6 separate regions of the Mus musculus genome follow, and all the other regions are linked to region 1. A link is a contact called in public Hi-C, HiChIP or PLAC-seq, Micro-C and promoter capture Hi-C data. All regions are on one chromosome and are shown on one strand. Each heading gives the region's core, a stretch centred on a gene start, on an enhancer-like site or on the middle of the called end of the contact. The rest is flanking DNA. Distances are from core to core; before and after follow the strand shown.

Evidence for each region. Promoter capture Hi-C pulls out the DNA fragments that hold promoters and counts their contacts. A called contact is a pair of places that touch in the nucleus more often than the background predicts. HiChIP or PLAC-seq counts read pairs in DNA pulled down with a chosen protein or histone mark.
Region 2: a FOXA1 HiChIP or PLAC-seq map of pancreatic cancer cells shows a contact between it and region 1. The contact joins the enhancer-like site here to the promoter of Ece1 in region 1. A contact is called at or near these places in 8 of 39 promoter capture datasets (the 3T3-L1 cell line, the C10 cell line, embryonic stem cells and 5 more), 3 of 115 datasets of contacts at active chromatin or transcription factors (embryonic stem cells, memory CD8 T cells and pancreatic cancer cells) and 2 of 9 other capture datasets (adipose tissue and pancreatic islet).
Region 3: a contact with region 1 is called in a Hi-C map of liver, with 3 times the contacts expected there. The contact joins the enhancer-like site here to the promoter of Ece1 in region 1. A contact is called at or near these places in 1 of 39 promoter capture datasets (liver), 1 of 484 Hi-C or Micro-C datasets (liver), 1 of 115 datasets of contacts at active chromatin or transcription factors (pancreatic cancer cells) and 2 of 9 other capture datasets (adipose tissue and liver).
Region 4: a contact with region 1 is called in an H3K27ac HiChIP or PLAC-seq map of large pre-B cells, with 6 times the contacts expected there. The contact joins the enhancer-like site here to the promoter of Ece1 in region 1. A contact is called at or near these places in 13 of 39 promoter capture datasets (the 3T3-L1 cell line, the C10 cell line, the HPC-7 cell line and 8 more), 1 of 15 datasets of contacts at CTCF or cohesin (embryonic stem cells), 1 of 484 Hi-C or Micro-C datasets (embryonic stem cells), 2 of 115 datasets of contacts at active chromatin or transcription factors (large pre-B cells and pancreatic cancer cells) and 3 of 9 other capture datasets (adipose tissue, liver and pancreatic islet).
Region 5: a contact with region 1 is called in a promoter capture Hi-C map of stem cell-derived epiblast-like cells, with 4 times the contacts expected there. The contact joins the enhancer-like site here to the promoter of Ece1 in region 1. A contact is called at or near these places in 18 of 39 promoter capture datasets (the 3T3-L1 cell line, 3T3-L1-derived adipocytes, the C10 cell line and 10 more), 2 of 15 datasets of contacts at CTCF or cohesin (embryonic stem cells and large pre-B cells), 6 of 484 Hi-C or Micro-C datasets (the G1E-ER4 cell line, bone marrow-derived macrophages, cerebral cortex and 3 more), 12 of 115 datasets of contacts at active chromatin or transcription factors (bone marrow-derived macrophages, embryonic forebrain, embryonic midbrain and 7 more) and 3 of 9 other capture datasets (adipose tissue, liver and pancreatic islet).
Region 6: a contact with region 1 is called in a Micro-C map of embryonic stem cells, with 9 times the contacts expected there. The contact joins the promoter of Eif4g3 here to the promoter of Ece1 in region 1. A contact is called at or near these places in 4 of 39 promoter capture datasets (liver, neural stem cells and pre-B cells), 4 of 484 Hi-C or Micro-C datasets (CD4 T cells, cerebral cortex, embryonic stem cells and 1 more), 6 of 115 datasets of contacts at active chromatin or transcription factors (effector CD8 T cells, embryonic stem cells, memory CD8 T cells and 1 more) and 3 of 9 other capture datasets (adipose tissue, liver and pancreatic islet).

Annotation. Positions count from the first base shown.
Region 1 is chr4:137,860,882-137,863,686 of GRCm38.p6, reverse strand. It overlaps Ece1 (endothelin converting enzyme 1), which reads right to left and starts at 1,407. Exons shown (of 19, transcript NM_001369179.1): 1 at 1,306-1,407.
Region 2 is chr4:137,651,531-137,654,335 of GRCm38.p6, reverse strand. Usp48 (ubiquitin specific peptidase 48) reads right to left here. Exons shown (of 27, transcript NM_001355588.1): 25 at 1,330-1,378. Among named protein-coding and RNA genes, the nearest start is that of Rap1gapos, 54 kb to the left of the region's middle. Within about 2 kb of position 1,470, at least 33 of the 459 cell types and tissues checked have an H3K27ac peak or open chromatin away from gene starts, as enhancers often do. A contact at or near this core is called in pancreatic cancer cells and pancreatic islet, where this site is marked.
Region 3 is chr4:138,067,550-138,070,354 of GRCm38.p6, reverse strand. All of the region lies in intron 3 of Eif4g3 (eukaryotic translation initiation factor 4 gamma, 3), which reads right to left. Among named protein-coding and RNA genes, the nearest start is that of 1700095J12Rik, 70 kb to the left of the region's middle. Within about 2 kb of position 1,479, at least 56 of the 459 cell types and tissues checked have an H3K27ac peak or open chromatin away from gene starts, as enhancers often do. A contact at or near this core is called in adipose tissue and liver, where this site is marked.
Region 4 is chr4:137,686,228-137,689,032 of GRCm38.p6, reverse strand. It overlaps a transcript of Rap1gap not described here. Among named protein-coding and RNA genes, the nearest start is that of Rap1gapos, 19 kb to the left of the region's middle. Within about 2 kb of position 1,467, at least 12 of the 459 cell types and tissues checked have an H3K27ac peak or open chromatin away from gene starts, as enhancers often do.
Region 5 is chr4:137,726,615-137,729,419 of GRCm38.p6, reverse strand. It overlaps Rap1gap (Rap1 GTPase-activating protein), which reads right to left. Exons shown (of 24, transcript NM_001379234.1): 20 at 2,345-2,468; 21 at 1,641-1,743; 22 at 1,057-1,160; 23 at 852-892; 24 at 1-545. The coding sequence ends at 884. Among named protein-coding and RNA genes, the nearest start is that of Gm52682, 6.2 kb to the right of the region's middle. Within about 2 kb of position 1,464, at least 41 of the 459 cell types and tissues checked have an H3K27ac peak or open chromatin away from gene starts, as enhancers often do. A contact at or near this core is called in cerebral cortex, hippocampal neurons and stem cell-derived epiblast-like cells, where this site is marked.
Region 6 is chr4:137,992,065-137,994,869 of GRCm38.p6, reverse strand. Eif4g3 (eukaryotic translation initiation factor 4 gamma, 3) reads right to left here and starts at 1,414. Exons shown (of 35, transcript NM_172703.3): 1 at 1,243-1,414; 2 at 726-888.

The DNA.
Region 1 (2,805 bases), core at 158-2,657:
TGGCTGTCTTGGAACTCACTCTGCAGACCAGGCTGGCCTCGAACTCAGAAATCCTCCTGCCTCTGCCTCATAAGTGCTGGGATTAAAGGTGAGCGCCACCACTGTCCAGCTCTTGGGAGATTCTTAATGGGGGAGGTAAGTCGGGTCCAAGATGATCTCTGGGCACCTTGGGGGGGCGGGAGAATTAAGTCATCGGTCTCCAGAGAGACCAATGATGTCTCAGGGGAAAGACGCCAGTGGGTAAGAGAGAAAAGGGCTGTCTAAGGGAGACTTAATTTCTGACCAGGCACGGGTTGGTCCTGAGGCTGTCTCTGGAGCATCTTCAGCTCTCTCCATGATGCCCCTCTGTTTCTCAGCGAACCCCTCAGGCATGGAAGGGACATCACAGATGTAGGCAAGTCTCTAGGACCAAAAGGCAGAGAACCCAGGCAGATCTCCTCAGGCCACACAGGGTGTCCTGGGTCCAGTACACACGCCAAGAGCTCGGCTCTAGGAGAGGCAATCAGAGGTCCACAGGGAGAGAAGAAGCAAATGGCCCTGGGTGAGATGGAGAGGTAACCGGAGGCCTTGGCTCTAGGCCAGAGAGTCAACTCATCACTCCGAAGCTCTCAAAAGCAGCCAGATCTGGATTAGATGGATATCAGGCTTGAGGCTTGAGCCCCCAAAGAAGCCCTCTTCCTCAAGGACCCCTTTACCGTGGTGCTTTGGACCACGGGAGTCAGCACTTGGGCCCTCCTCTGAGGATTCATTACTGGGAGATGCTGGGAACACCAGATAACCCTCAGAACCTCAGACTATCCCCTCCTCTCTGAGCTATCTCTCCCCTTCCCATGAGCCAGGCAGCCACTGCAGGATCAGTGTAGGAGAAAAGTGCCCTAGTCTCCCACGATGTTCTCGAATCCCAAAGCCACTCGGACTATGCGGGGTGTGAGCTCAAGTCCAGCTGAACCTTGACGTCTCTGAATCGACCTGGCCTAGCTGCCCACGGTCTCCAAGTCAAGCCAAGCCAAGCTCAGCTCAGGGACTTGCACACCCCAAACCTATCTCACCAACTCTTCCCCAAAATCCAGCACGCGACCCCGAGTCTTCCACGCCAGGAGCAGCCCAGCAGCCCAGAACCAAGGTCCACGCGAACCGGACACCCCCCACAACTCCTGTCCGGGTCCAAGCCAGTGAACAGCGGGACGCGGGCCTCAGCTAAAGGGGACGCCCAGCTCGCCAGGAACCAGCCAGGATGCCATCGCCGCCCCGCTGTCGGGACCGTCGGGGTTGCATGGAGCCACAGCGGGCTGCGGGAGTACTCACCGTCGCTCCCGGGCTCCGAACGGCCGGGCTTAGGATGCACCTCCCGCTAAGGCTCCAGCTCCAAGTGCGCTGGGCTGAGCTCTACGCTCGAACCTCAGGGCTAGCTGCCGGGGCGGCGCGCGAGGCTGGGGCGCCCAGGCCAGAGGGCGGGGCCCGCCGCGAACCAATACAGAAGTGCGGGGGCTGCGGGCCCCGAAGAAACAGCCAATCAGAAGCGTCGGTTAGACTCCCCCCCACACCTCCGCGGGCTCCTTAACCCTTGGCATGCTGGAGCGCTGGATACTCTAGCTGCCCCGGATACCGGTGGGTCCAGGGGTGCGGGCCCGAACCTCCAGCTTGGCGTGCCTAATCTACACCTCGCCGGGACCCTCTCGAGGGACAGACGGAGCCGGTGTCAGGTCCACCTGCGCCCAGTTGGGGTTCTGGGAGCCTAGGCGACCTTTGTCTCCTGCCTGGTGCCTGCACTGTAGTATGACCCTGGGCACTGCAGCTGTGGGGTGTGTTTGTGTGCAAGAAGGAAGAAGGGCAGAGAGGAGAAGACAGAAAGGGGGGGAAGGGATGAGTTTCGAATGCCTGTGTGTTTATGTGGAAAGATAGAAGACTATATTTGGGGATTGTTAGTGTGTGTGTGTGTGTGTGTGTGTGTGTGTGTGTGTGTGTGTACACCAGCGCAGGCGCGCGATTCAGAGAGGGGAGAAGGAAAGAGAAATGGAATGGAATGAAGGCCCAGTAGGCGGGGGCACTTAGACCTCCAGTAGAGAAACTTTCTCTTTATGCCCGCTGCGCAGGTGCAGAGGAAGAAAGACCAGGAAACTGTACGTACTGGGTGAGCCGTGCATTTGTGACCTGTTGGGCACGCATGTGGGTGTAGTAGAAAGAGGCTTTGTGCCCCTGTTGTGAAAGAGTAGCCGGTGAGTGAATCCCGTTTGGTGTACATGTGTGTTCGAGCATGCAGCTTGAGACACACACACACACACACACACACACACACACACACACACACACACACACGGCAGAGATTTACCACAGCGTTGTAGGTGGCTCAGTTTGTGAGTAGAGAGGTCAGTGTGTCCTGTGTGGTAAATGTGTGGCTGGTTTGTTTTTTGTTTTTTAAGATAGGTCTTGGGGCTGGAGAGATGGCCAAATGGTTAAGAACATGTATTGCTTTTGCACAGGTGTGATGGGGGGGGGAATCGGGGGGGGGATCCCAGCACCGGTATCATTTGGCTCACAACTACCTGTAACTCCAGCTGCAAGGGACCCAATGCCCTATGCTGGCGTCTACAAACATCTGCATTCACATGTGCACATACTGCACCCCAGACAAACACATACATGTAGGTAAACAAACAAACAAACAAACTGCCAGACAGTGGTGGTGGCGCACGCCTTTAATCAGGCAGCAGAAGCAGGAGGATCTCTTGAGTTCGAGGACAGCCTGGCGTACAGAGCAAGTTCTAGGACAGCCAGGGCTACACAGAGAAACCCTGTCTCGACAAA
Region 2 (2,805 bases), core at 221-2,720, 210 kb after region 1:
GCAACCCTTCCATTATCCTTTGCAGAGTTCATCCTAAAGCCCATGTCCAGCCCCACATTTAGACCACTGCTTACACTGATTGCCACACAGCCTGGTCCTTCCTCACCACGCCACCAATAACTTCCTTCTTCATCTACCAACCCTTTGTTTAAGAGTGCATCTCTATGTAGCATGCTGGCAGGTAACTTTGGAGGGCGTTCTGGGTGCCAGGCACGTGAGCAGAATCGGTTTGTCTGGCTACAGAATGGACAACCAGAAACCTCCTTGGCTCAGTGCATCACCCGCATTTCCCACCGCAGTCTAAGAAAGCATCCTTTCCTAGTTCGTTACTGACTGGGGCATAACCTGAGTAGATCAAATTTTATTCCTATTAATTCTTTTCTTTCTTTTCTTCTAGAAACATTCCTTTTATATATGGTCTAATTACCATTTGCCCATTTTCTCTGTAGTTTTGTTAAGTTTTATAGAAAAAAAAAGTTTGGTTTTAGACTGAACTGGCTTTGAGTTCACAACCCTCTGTTTTCAGTTTTCCAAGGGCTGGGACTGAAGGCATGTGTTACTGTGTGCAGTTATTTGTAGGCCATTTTAGAGCTTTCTGGGGCTGCCTACAATATTCCCTTAGTTTGTTCAAAGACACCCCTTGTTCTCATGTTCAGTTTGGTCCTCAGCTGGCATGTGACTGTCTACTGATACTATGAAGTGTCAAAGCTTCTGAGGGCTCCAGTCCTGGGCACCAGAGGAGTCGGAGGTCTTAGGAGATAACTGCCCCTTTCCTAGCAGTAACTCACTCTTTCCAGTTAGCTTGTTTCCCTAGACATGGATTCCTCTGGCACTGGGCTGCTGAGACACACACACACACACACACTTGCAGGCATGCCGCCACTCTTCTGTTTGTTATAACCTTTGTAGTACAAGTTCTTCCAAGTGCTGAAATGCTTCCTATAGCTACTATCTGAGGCACCCAGTGGACAAGGGGTGACACAGACATGAAGGGAATGGGTGGCAAGGACCACAGGGTGCACAGTTTGTCTGATTCTCTCTCTCTCTTCCTGCTCCTGTGTTAAGTCACTCACACCTTCTCTTGACCTCTTACATGGCTAACAAAGTTCACCTTTGTACCAGTTCCCCCTGTTATTAAACAATGGCTATGTTCCCTGCTTCCCACTTCCCAACCTTTACCCCACACTAGGACCAATACTGAGAGGTTCTCTACCTTAAGAGCATGCACCTTTTCCAAGGTTAAAATGTAAACCCCGGGCACCTCCGCATCTATCCACAACCCTTTCTATTAGGTCCACCACCAGGTCCTGAAAGCAGACTGGTCTTTACCTTGCATGACATCATCCATTGCAGCGTAGTCTGCAATTGGTTCATCAGCCTAGAAAAACAAATGGAGACAAGTCAGAGCCAAGCGGAAAGACAGGCGGAGGGAGGAGCAGGTGAGTCACATCACCCTGAAGTCTGGGCCTGTCCCATAGTTCTCACCCTTCTACTGTGTCTCAGCCTCCAGGGAGCACAGTGACACTCCCAGGCTGGAGAGTTTTCTATTTGGGAAAGAGGCACCTGTTCCCTCAGGGCCAGCAGCAGTGTTCCTCATCTACTCAGTGTTGCCTGTCTTGTACACACAGCTGTCACTGCAGGAGGAGCCCCGTTCAGACTTAACAGACGCCTCCCAATTGTGGGTCTAGGCTCCTTAACTCAAAGAAATGGCATACTGTATGTGGCAGAGCACTGCTCTCTTCCCCGAAACACATCTTGCATGGAAAGATGTGAAGTAGCCATACTGAAGGGGAGAGTAACTGCAAAGGAAAAGAGGTTGATGGACAATCCACAGAGAGCACTGTTAACCTGCTACGGGACCCTTGTAACAGCTGTTCTAGAGGCAGAACAAACAGTAAGTAGATGTAGCCTAGAGCATCATTCTGCAGACTCCAGTTCTGGGCGGAGCCAAGAGTCAGCATGGGGGCCTGCTCTGTTGTGCCACCTTAGCTCACTGAACCAGAACAAAACCATGCCCACCCCAGGGCAGACACCTCTGGATTTAATCTACCACACAATGTGTGGCACAGCAGGGTTCATCTAGCCACCAAGAGACAAAACGAAGAAAAGGGAAGTCACAAAGTAAGCTTTTGGGGAGCAGAGGATGGAGCTAATGAGGTCTCAGAAGACTTTCTCTAAAACACACTCAACACCTGCTAAATCCAAAGCCAATTTCCATCCTGGACAGGTGTCACCTTAGTCCACTGGGGTTTCCCTCACATCTGAACCAAGCGCCTTAAGCCCGCTCCCTTCCTCACTCGTGGAAACAGGGTAGCTCTAATTCCAAAATTCACTATGTCTAATTTTCTTTCTGAGCTTGCAGAGGATATCTGAAATAACCAAACTTCCATATCCAAAGTCCTTTGATGGGCCACAGTTACAACACTAAAAATAATGCATGAAATTACCTCCACACTGTATATATGGGGTATACACAAAATATATCTCACGTCTATGCAAATACTTAAAAATCCAGGGTCTCTGTCTGGCCCTCAGGCATTTGGTCAAGGGAGCTTCAGCCCACACCCCTGGACGCAACAGCAGAGGCCAAGCCACTGAGCTGTGCCTGCCCAGGAGAAAACAGCCTAGAGGGGACTAATTAAATCACAAGAAGCCCTAAGCTCCTCAGTGAGAGTTCCACACTTGTGTGTCCTGGTTAGGTTTTTGTCAGTTTGACACAAGCTGTAGTTATCTGGGAAGAAGAACTTCAATGGAGAAAATACCTCCATCAGACAGGCCTGTAAACAAATCCTTGATTAAAGACTA
Region 3 (2,805 bases), core at 230-2,729, 210 kb before region 1:
GTCCCTGCTACCCAGACCCTGAAACATAATGCCACCACACCCAGCTTTTAATGAAGGACTAGAAGGGTTAGAGTGGAGTCCTCATGGCTTGCACAGCAAGGAATTATCTATGGAGTCATTTCCCAACGCTAAAACATTATGAAACATTTTTCTTTTTTTTTTTTAATTAAATTTGTGTGTATCTATGTGTACATACATGGGTACAGTGTGTATACTTTAGCCCACAGGTCAAAAGAAGATGTCAGATTGCCTGCAGCTTGAGTTACAGATGGTGTGAAACACCTGACATGGGTGCTAAGACATGAACTTTGACCTCCAGGAAGAGCAACAAGTGCCCTTAACTGCTGAGCCTTCTTCTCCAGCCCGGAAATGGTATTTTAAAGACCATGCTGTGAATGGTACTAGTGTCTCCAGAATGAGGTTTTTTTGTTTGTTTGTTTTTTGAGACTGGGTTTCTCTGTGTAGCCCTGGCTGTCCTGGAACTCACTTTGTAGACCAGGCTGGCCTCAAACTCAGAAATCCACCTACCTCTGTCTCCCAAGTGCTGGGATTAAAGGCGTGCGCCACCATGCCTGGCCAGAATGAGTTTTAAAAGCCTCACTTATCTAAAAATGAACCTGAACGGAAATGTGCTAGTGAACTCTGAGACTATAAGAAGCGTGGAGACTGGGAACTGCAAGTAGAGCAGGTGGCTTGGTGGTGGGGCACTTACCTAACATGGGTGAGGCCACTAAGCTCAATTCTGAGCACCAGAAAAAATACACAGAAGCTGGGAACTGGGGGGTGTTAACTTGGCCGCTTCCCAAAGATGCCCTCCCACCTGTCAAATCACTCCTTCTCAATCTCCAAGATAGAAATAACGACACCTGTGTCACAGGGTCCCCTAGACACCTACAGTGCTGACCAACCAGCTCTTACCTTGGAAATGGCAATCTGGTACAAAATTGCCCATAAACACTGGCCTGTACTCTGCCATGAACAGTTCATGTTCTGGGATCTGGGAAGAGCAGCTTTTAGTTACAATTACTTTAATGTTTCCAGGTGCCTACCACCCAGCTCTAATCTGAGCAAGACTTGATGTGTTTTAAGAATCTGTCATTTTGACTCCTAAAGACAGAGCACTCCTTAGAGAGCCTGCATGGTACTTCTGTTCAGTGTGATGTTATCCTTCTCAAAGAACCAGCCACTCTCCAACAAGTCTTCATTCCTTACAGCTTTTAAGAGTTAGGACCAGCTAAGTGGAAGACAAAAATCCCTTGTATATGTACCCAACTTTTTGATATTTCATTTTTTATATAAATACTAAGAAACTTTATAATCCCTCTTTGGCATTTGTCTTCAAATGGTTTATTTAACCTTCTGCTTTTATTGAAGTTGAAGTTGTCATAACCATTCTCAACCTACAAGAAACAAGAGTGATACCTGCAGGTTGGCCCTTCGTACTCAGATCTTTCTGGGCTAGCTTCCAGGCCTTCCTTCCCTTTCTAAAGGTTGCCAAATGGTTATGTAAATGAGCCAGCTGGCTTCTGAGTCACCAGTTCTGTTTCCACCTTCTCCATTTCAAATGTGAACCTGGAAGTCCTCTCCAAACCCTTAACAGCAGTCAGAATTTTTAGTCACTCCTAAACATGGCAACTGGACAGCTGACCTCCCTCACTACAGGGGAGTGGCTACTGACAACTGTTGTTCAAATACTAATTTCTATAAATTGTCTGCTTGGTAACTCAAAGTACGTCTCAGTAAACCTGCTCAAGATTCCTACAAGAAGACAATCTTCAGGCTCTGCAGCAGGCAGGCCCGGGCACCGTGGCACACCGTGGCACACACCTGTAATCCCGGCCATAGCAAGGATGATGCAGGAGGACGGGGAACACGGGGAGCTTGGGTTACACTGCAAAACTCTCAAGCAAGCAGGCAAACAAACAAAAACCAAGTCTGCTGACAAAAGCATCTTTAGCAACCACATCCCCTAAGTAGACGCCCTAAGAACAGAGAACCAAGTGATGAGGCCCTGAACACAGGCAGCTACAGCCTGGACAGCATTTCCTTCTCCAGGTCATTCATCTTTTGAGACTAAGGGAACAACATCAATAACAAAGAACAACAAATAACAAAAAGTACCAAGCAGACATTCTATATTAAGGAATAACTTGAGGTTACAGGCAATGGCATCAGAGAATTCATACAAACTCCAGAATTGACAGGGAAGGACACCCCATGACACTGGACCTCACATCCTGAGCTGCATCCTGAGCATCCTCCAAACACTTCCGTCTTGGCACTAGCACCTTGTCCTTCCCTTCCCTAGCTGCTTCGTCAGTATTACTCTCCAGAGTACAGCAGCCTCATTTAAAGCATTTGGCTGATAAGATAAACTCATGTTTTGTTTTGTTAACTACATGCTCCTTAACTGATGGGGTTACTTGCTGAAGGCCAACGTGAACTCTATGGTGGCCTGTCTTTGAGAGGATGGGCAACCACAGACATGATCAGAAGTAACAGGGCCTTAGGAAGATGGAGTGCAGTGCTACCTGGGGATGCAGCACTGTGGACAGCGAGCAGCAAGCAAACTTCTTTACCTGCGAAGTCTGACAAAATACTGGACACAGTATAATTTCATTCATATATATATATATATATATATATACACACACACACACACACACATATATATAATTGCACACACACACACACACACACACACACACACACACACACACGTAAAATAGTGGTCCTCCATTGGGTACAATATTGGGTACAATTCAGTCGCCGGAGACTTACTCTATGTAAGAAAAGCAAATCTAG
Region 4 (2,805 bases), core at 218-2,717, 170 kb after region 1:
GGTAGCTCACAACCATCTGTAATGGGATCTGATACCCTCTTCTGGTGTGTCTGAAGACAGTATACTCATATTCATAAATAAATAAATTAAAAAATAAAAGATCCTGCACCCCAAGATACCAAGAAAGCCTCCTCCTAAGCCACCCCCTAAGTCACCCCAAGTGCTCAGACACATGACACACGGTCTTTGTGTACTAATGAATCCTTTCTTTCAGCGTAAATACTCACAGAGGCAGAAAACATCCCCAGAGAGCCTCGGCGCCGTAGTTTCTAATGATAGCACTGACATGATCATGGGTCATGGAAGGCCCAGCGGCAAAGCAGGTTGAGAAATGCCACAAAGTAACTGAGTGGAAGCCAGAGTGGGCATTTGAACCTGGGTCTGTCTAACTACGAGGTTCAGAGCTTTCCTGGCAAAGGGTGCAGCCTGAGCATCCGCAGGATGTAGGGACAAGCAAGACCGAGCAAGAACCAACCTTGAACAGGTGTGGGTGCTATGCACGGGATTCATGGCAATCATTTGCCTAGGCCAAACTGCAAAACCATAGCCGTCCAGGCTCAAAATCTACCTCGGCAGGACCTAACTCTGGTCTCCTGAAGCTACAGAGAAGCTTCCTGGCAAAAGGTGTCTCTCGTAGGCCCCTTCCAGGGGTTGCCCTTTTGTACAGCATGATGGGAAGGGTCAAGGAGAGTGGCTTCGGCTAAGCTGGAGGGTGAAGGGAGCCAGGATGCAAATATGCAACCCTGCCTAGGAGGAGCTGCCTCAGAGGGCTCCCTTCTCTTACTGAAGAGCTGTGTGTGTGTGTGTGTGTGTGTGTGTGTGTGTGTGTGTGTGTGTGTGTGTGTGTGTAGGAGGGTCAGACCCCAGAACACACACAGGCTCGGGCAGCTCAGACCCTTTGGAACGTAGCTAAACTGCTTAGCAGTGCAAGGGACCACTTCAAGGGCAGGGAGCTGCCTGTCACTGGGAACATACAAGAGGATGTGACAAGTGGGCCAGTAAGATGGCTCAGCAGATAAGGGTGCTTGCTGTCCAGCATGGAACCTGTGTCCCTTCCCGCCCGACCCCCCAAGGACGCATCTCACGGGAGGAAAGAACTGCTTCCTGAAAGTTGTCCTCTGACTTCCACAAGCACGCTGTGGCGCTTCATAACTCCCCCCCCCCAACTAACTAAAATAAATAAACATAATAAAATTTTTTTAAAAGAAAGGGTGACGGGTCAATGGAGGCACAGGAGGCTCAAGAGGCCCATAAATTTAGTTGAAGGTAGAGATGTGTTTTTCTCACAAGGCCCCGAAAGCTTCTAGCAGCACTCAAGGGGATCACGAGCAGACGAAGCGGTTCCTTGCCAAGTGGGAGGCTACAAGAGGTGCTTCTCCTGCCAAGGACTCCAGGGGCTCTGTAACCTTTAAGATTCCTCAAAGCCAGGCAGCTGAGACTTCGTGCTACCGTAGGGCAGTGACTGACCTATCTAACCCCGGTCCCGCACCCATCTTACCTGCAGAACCCACTCGGTCCTGGCCTCTCCCAAGCTCACACCCACCTGTGGCCTCACGCCCCCTCAGGCTTCCAGTCACCTGCTCCTTACTGTCCATAGGACATACTGAGCACATTCCTGCCTCAGGACCTGCTGTTCCTGGATACCCCAAACTCTTCTCGTGTCTGGCTCCACCCCTTCCTCAAGTTCCAGTCTAAACACTAGATCTTAAAATCCTTCCAGAACGTTCTCTCCCCGCCTCAGCTTCCTCCTGGCCTGGGAACAATGCATGGCTTGTGGAATCACTGGGACAAAGCAGCTCATCTACCTGTGTGAAGGGCAGTGGGACGCAACCCAGAGCGGTCAGCCTCCTCTGTCACTCGTAAGCCTGCTTGTGACTTCAGTGCGAGGCAGAGGCAGATATCTGTCAGCTTATAATCCCTTTTTCCTATTCATTTCTCAAATGAGGATAACAAGGCCCAGAGAAGTACTGCCAGTCGTGGCCAAACAGAAATATCTCGGTTGGTCTCGTGTTTCACTGACTCCAGCACCTGGAACCCTGCCCACACACAGTAGGTGTTTAGTGGTCGCTGCAAACTCCTCGAACACAGTAGGTGTTTAATGGTTGCTGCTGATTCTCAATTCTCAGAAACCTGTAGGTACAAAATAGTTGCCTGAGGCCAAGTGGGTACATGGTAAATAATCATAGCTCCACTCCACTCTGGACAGCCAGGAGTGTGTGTGTGTGTGTGTGTGTGTGTGTGTGTGTGTGTGTGTGTGTGTGTGTGTGCTTCAGACTCCATCAGCTACCTCTGTTCTTGTATGTCTAGGTCTAGGAACTTAGGTCCCTCTCAGAATGGCTGCTGGGATGTATTCTTGCCCCTGTGTCCTATAGGATTCCTCAGTCTTGTTTAGCTGGGAGAGACAACACTTACTGCCTTGGCCAGCTCAACCTTGGTGTTGGCCCCACAAGGTCCCTGCCCAGAGCCGGGAGCAGGTGTGGGCTCAGGAGGCAGCTGCTGGCTCCCAGCCTGGGCTCTGCCAGCTGCCCGCCGGGGGCCTACCCACCAGATGCATAATAGATGAGGAGGCCCAGCGGGCTGTGCCTACTTGGCATTTCAAAACTGCTAATGAAGCCTGTGCCAGGTCCCAAGACCTCTGGCTTTATGACGGCTGAGAGGAGCCACTGAGGGCAGGGACCACCACCAAAGCCCACTTCACACCTGCTGCATCTGGAAGATTGAGCTGGCAGGCCCCGTTACCAATCACTGACTGCCTGTTCTGTCAGCCACTTGCCCTGCGTCTCCGTTCCCTCATCTATAAAGTGA
Region 5 (2,805 bases), core at 215-2,714, 130 kb after region 1:
GCAGTCGGCGTGATAGGCGGTCCCTAGGACAATGGCCCCCTCCTGGGGCAGGTGCATGGACTCAGGCTTCAGTGATCTCTGAAATACTCTTGTCCACTTGCAGCAGAGATGCCCAGAGAATGAGGGTGCCTGGCCCACGTCCCACAGCAGAAGCCGCACGGGACTCTGCCCGGCGCTTGCGCATTCGCGCACCCTGCACCTGCTGCTTCTGCGGTGGGCTGTATGCGCACGGTGCTTCTTCTCCTTTTCCTACCCTGTTCCCCGTGGCTCCAGAGGGGAACCCGGTGTGACAGAGGCCCAAGTGAGGGCAATCCAGGGCCACAGTCCCTGCCCACACCCAGAGCTCCAGCCTGAGGGTGGGGTGGGGGCGGTGATGCCGGCAGCATCCATTCTGAGAGCTCTGGATGGCTCCGCCCTGCGGAGACAGCCCAGATGGGCGGGCCCAGGGCTTGGAGGGAGGGGCGCCAGGGGCTGGGGTGGCTGTGGGGCAGAGGGCCAGCTGCCTGGATGTGGTGCGGCATCTTCTTGTGCTTCTGAGGCCTCCTCTGCAGGGAACGGGAGATGAGACTCAGAGGAAGATGGCAACAGCTTCTCCTCCCATCCCACGGGCATCCCTAGCTCGCCCCATGTTCCATGCTCGCCCAGTTCTTTTGGCTCCATCAAGCTCCCTAACAACTCATAGGCAGAGTTGAGGCAGCACTGTGTGCCCACTGCACAAATAGGGAACCCAAGGCTAAAAGGTGTCAAGAGTAGTCCAGGCCCGCAGCCACCGAGGCTGGAGAGTCCTGCCCAGCCCGGGGGGCTCTCATCCCCTCCTCCACCCCAGAGGATCCAAGTGAGCACCAGCTGACCTGCTCAGTCCCGCCTGCTGATGAGGTGACAGCTAGCAGCCCTGTGGGGACAGATGCAGCCGGAGGTGGGGGCAGGAGACACAGGAAACCAGAAGTCACTGGAAGAGCCCAGTCCTTCTGGCCTAGTGGGGCACCCCAGCCATTGGGTCCCTGGGTCCCTGTCCCCAACCGGCTCTACCCTCTCCCAGGAGGAGTCCCCGTGTACCATCTGGGGTGTGTGCTGCTCAGATGTTTCCAGTTGGATCTTGATCTCGGGACACGCAGGGTCCCCCGACTTGCCGACGTCTGGGTGGGGTGACCGTGTGAGGCCTGGGAAGGGGGGCAGGAGGGAGCCACCTCACTGGCCAAGAGGAGGCACCAAGGAGATGCAGGCATGGATGGGTGACTGGCACTGGGGTTCCCCCACCCTGCCTGGTCCCTCCCTTAGGGGTCTTCACCCTCAATTCACCTCCCAGCTACCCTCTACCATCCTCTGGATCACCGCCCCACGTAAGAGGCTGTCACATCAGGCTCCCATATTCGGCCCCGCCCCCTTCCCAGCACAGCTAGCCTGGTACTTGGGGAGCTTGGCCCCGCCCCTCTCCCAGCACAGCTAGCTTGGTATTGGGGAGCTTGGCCCCGCCCCTCCTCCAGGACTCCTAGCTTGGTATTGGGGAGCTTGGCCCCGCCCCTCCTCCAGCACTGCTAGCCTGGTACCTGGGGAGCTTGGCCCCGCCCCTCCTCCAGCACAGCTAGCTTGGCATTGGGGAGCTTGGCCCCGCCCCTCCCCCAGCACTGCTAGCCTGGTACCTGGGGAGCTGCCCCCGCTCGTGGTGCTCACGCTGTCGTCCAGCCATGTGCTGTAGAGGAAGGAGTCCCGCTTATGGGGAGTTCCTGAGGACGACACGCTCTCCTGGGGAGGGGGGGGAGGTCAGCCCCACCCACAGCCCCGCCCCACCCCCCTCCTTTGTTCGGGCAACACACACATCTGCAGATGTTCTCCTGGTCTGGGTCTCAGAGGCCAACAGCCTGTGAAGGCCCCTGCACCTCCACTCTAGGAGGCCAGCAGGCAGGGCCTGTGTCTGCCAAGGGACAGGCCAGGCCAGTTGCAGGTACCCATTGGATGTATGTTTGATGGAAAATGGCTAAGATGCTGAAGACCAGGCCCAGGCCAGAGGGAGGGGACGAGTCTGGCCTGGCCAAGGGGGAGGGAACAGGCAGGGACAGGAGACCAGCAGGTGCAAAGGCCTGGGGTGGGGCCAGCCCACCACAGTTAGGGACTGCAGAGGACCTCAGAGTGGCTGAGGAGGTAAGAGACATGGGACAAGGAGCACCTGGGCCCTCAGGGGTCTGTCTCTGTGGACAGCATGGGGGAGCCATGGAAGGCTACGATCTGTCTGCATCTCCTGCAGGCTGGGACACCCTTGCCGCCAACATGTCAGCCAATGCACCTCCAGAGGCCTGAGAGAGCCCTGTCCCACCTCCATGGGGCCCTAACCGCTCGGGTATCTCACCAGGCCTGTATCATCCCCGTCTACGCCCTCCGTCTCCTCCACCACGCTGGTGAAGCTGCTGGCGCTGGAGGAAGATCTGGAGAAGCCCTGCAGCACTTCCGTTCTCTGGGCAGCCGACTCCACTCTGCCACACAGTGCCGTGAGCCATCAGCCGTGGGCACTGTGCCACAATCCCTTGTCCCCTGCCTTCCCCAAGGAAACTCAGCCTGGAGCCAAGCAAGCACCCTGGGACTCCCAACACAGCTCGTCCAGCCTCTCAGCTCCCGTGGACTCCCAGTGACGCCCTTCCCATTCCTTGATAGATCCCTCCATGCTCAAACACCCTCTCGAGGCTCCCCATCTGCCCCCAGGAAACGTCGGGAGCGTCGGCTTGGTACTCAGTTACTGTGGAACTCAATGGCTTACTCCTTGGTCCCTGAGGCAGTGCTATTGTGGGACTGTCTCCCAGGCCTGGAAGCAAG
Region 6 (2,805 bases), core at 165-2,664, 130 kb before region 1:
AGCAAACTTACTAAAGCCCTTTAAAAAAGATATACAGCGTTAACACCAGTCTTAGAAGAAGTGAGACTTCTGGGGGTACTGGGTAATGTGAGTTAACTTCCTCTTCCTTTAGAAAGGTCAAAGACAGGGAAGCGCCCAGTGTAACATTTCCTCCTTAGCCGGCTCCACCACAAGCCACAACACAACTCTAATTGCTTAAAAAAATAAAATACGATAAAATAAAATAAAACAAAACACTAGCGGGGGGGGGTGCTTTTTGTACACTTGCAGTAAAGACTGAAGACCCAACTTACCTCAGGAATGAGCTGATTCGTTTCCAACAGAAAATTTAGCAATAAACTTTGCTATGAATCCTAAATAATAATTAGAGAGGCTACCGAGCCCCGCAGAAGGCAGGGCCTCCCAACAGTCAGAAAAGCCTTGCCCGCAGGGCTGGTCCTAGGCACCAGCAAATTCTGCCCAAGAAAGGGGAGGGAGCAGCCAAGGGCAGGGTTCCCCCCAGATCCACAAGAGCTGCAGAGGCACGGCCCGGTGGAGCTAGTAGTGTTCACGGTACCGCAGAGGGTCCCGGGGTCCCCAGCAATGCTGTCACCGGTGCACCCCAAAAGCTCGGGTCAAGCCGGGAGCAGAGCGGCTGCCCGTCCCTTTTCTGGCCGGGCTATGACGGCAGGCAAGGAGGTTCCCACCGAGGGTCGCTCTGGACCGCCGGAAGGTGAAAAGGATACTGTTGGGGCGCCGGGGTCTGGAGGGCCCTGATGTTCGGGTGAGGAGGGGCCGCCGCTGCCGCTACTGCCGCCGCCGCCGCCGCTGCCGCCGGATGAGGAGGCGGTACCGCCGCCGCCGCCGCCGCTCCGGTGCCGGGTCCGGTTCCTGCTGCAGCCGCTGAGCCTGATTTCAGAGCCGGTTTCTGCGGTAAACTCATGGCAAAGCGAAGCCACCAACCCCCCCAGAGCGGGACCGGGCGCGCCGGGGTGCAGGGGCCGGGGGCAGCGGAGGGGCGGGATGGGGGCAGACCCGGGGAGGCGGCGGGAGCGGGGGGCCGGGGGGAGGCTGGGAGGAGGAGGAGGAGGGGGCCGGGACCGGTCACACACGCCCTCCGCCGCCGCCGCCTCCGCCGCCGCCGCCGCGGGCAGCAGCAGCCGCCCCGCGGGCCAGCACCACCGGCTGCCGGTCTCCGTGACAACGCGACCCCGGGGAGGGGGGGGCCGGACCCGGCAGGGGCAGGAGGCGGAGAGACCGGACCTTTCACGGCAATATCCTCATGGGCCGGCGGCGGGGGGTCTCTGTCCCCCTCCCCGGGGGAAGCGGCGCCCTTCTCGGTAGCGGGGCTCGGGCGATGCGGACGGATTTTCTTCACTCAACGAGCAGAGCATCCAACATGGCGCTGCGGCCGCCTCCAGCAGTCCGGCAGGACGGCCGCTCGGAGCTTTTCGGCCCTTTTCGGAAGGACTCGGCAGACCGAGGGTGGCAAGCTCTCTCGGCTATTTCCGGAGACCGCGAGCGGCCGGGCTTCTTCGGGAGCGCTCGGGAGCGCCTTCGGCCGCTGTTCGGGAACGCCGCAGGAGCTGACACTCTTTCTCGGGAAAGATCGGTGATCCGGGACGGCTGAGGATCTCCGCGGCGCGGTGCGGAGCTGAGGGAGAGACCGAAGGGCACGTCTGTAGGGAGAGAGCTCAGCCTCGAAGAACAATAGTAACGGCACCCGAGGCCGCGGTCCGTCGAGACCTGCCAAGCAAGCGTCGAGAGGCGGCGGAGCGGAAAAACCGAGGCGCTGCGGAGGGAACCGCTAAGCCAGAGCACAAACCGACAGTTAGGAACCCGCCCGCCTCAAGGACTTATTAACATAACAGATGCCACTCGCCGGCCCTTGACGTCGCCAGCCATGGGCATTATGTCGACACGTCGTCCTCAGATGCCCAAAGTGCGAAATGGAACGAGGAGCCCCATTTTGCAGAGGAGGCCCCGGAGAAGAAAAGTGACTGCCCCAAGGTCGCCTGGCTGGGAAGGGATGGAGCGGATTCAGAAACGGGATCCCACCTTCTCTAGGATGAACCTTACCCTTCTAGGATGCAAAATGGCCTGCCTTGCCAGAAACTGACCCTAAGCTCTGTAGAGTGGATATCTTCCCACAGTCTTCCCCAAGACTGGAGGGGCCTTTGACTACAACCTGTAGTCGGCTGCCCATCTTCTTTTGCTTGGCTAACTCCTGTGGATAAGGTCTCCTCCCCCCACATCCATTCACACTTTGCACACCACACCTGCGCCCCTCAATAGAGGCATTGTCCCCAGGACACAGTAACATTGACAGAAAAGGAGTCGCAGACACCTCCGAACTGTGCAGATATGGAGTACTGCATTAGCTCATATAATCCCAAGAAATAGGTAAATACCTATTCTTACAAATGAAGACTCTGGGGTCCAAAGAAGTTTAGCTATCATCTACACTATTAAAAAAAAATTTTTTTTGAGGCAGCTCAAAGCTGACAGGAGACTTTGCCAAGGTCACATGACCAACGTGGACAGAGGTAAAATTAGTGTCCTGTGTCCTGTGTGCTTGAGTTGCAAACGTTAGGACCCAAGTGCAGACTCCAGAATTCACTCAGGAAAAGTCTGGTGTGCGAGAGGTGTATACAGTCCCAGCATTGAGGTGAAGACCAACAGTTCCCTGAGGCTCACTGGTCACAGCCCACTCCATCTGATGAGTTCCAGGCCAGTGAGAGACCCTGTCTCCAGAATAAAAGGTGACAGCACCAGAAGAAGACACCTGAGGTTGTCCCCTGGTCGCCATACACATGAACATACAAA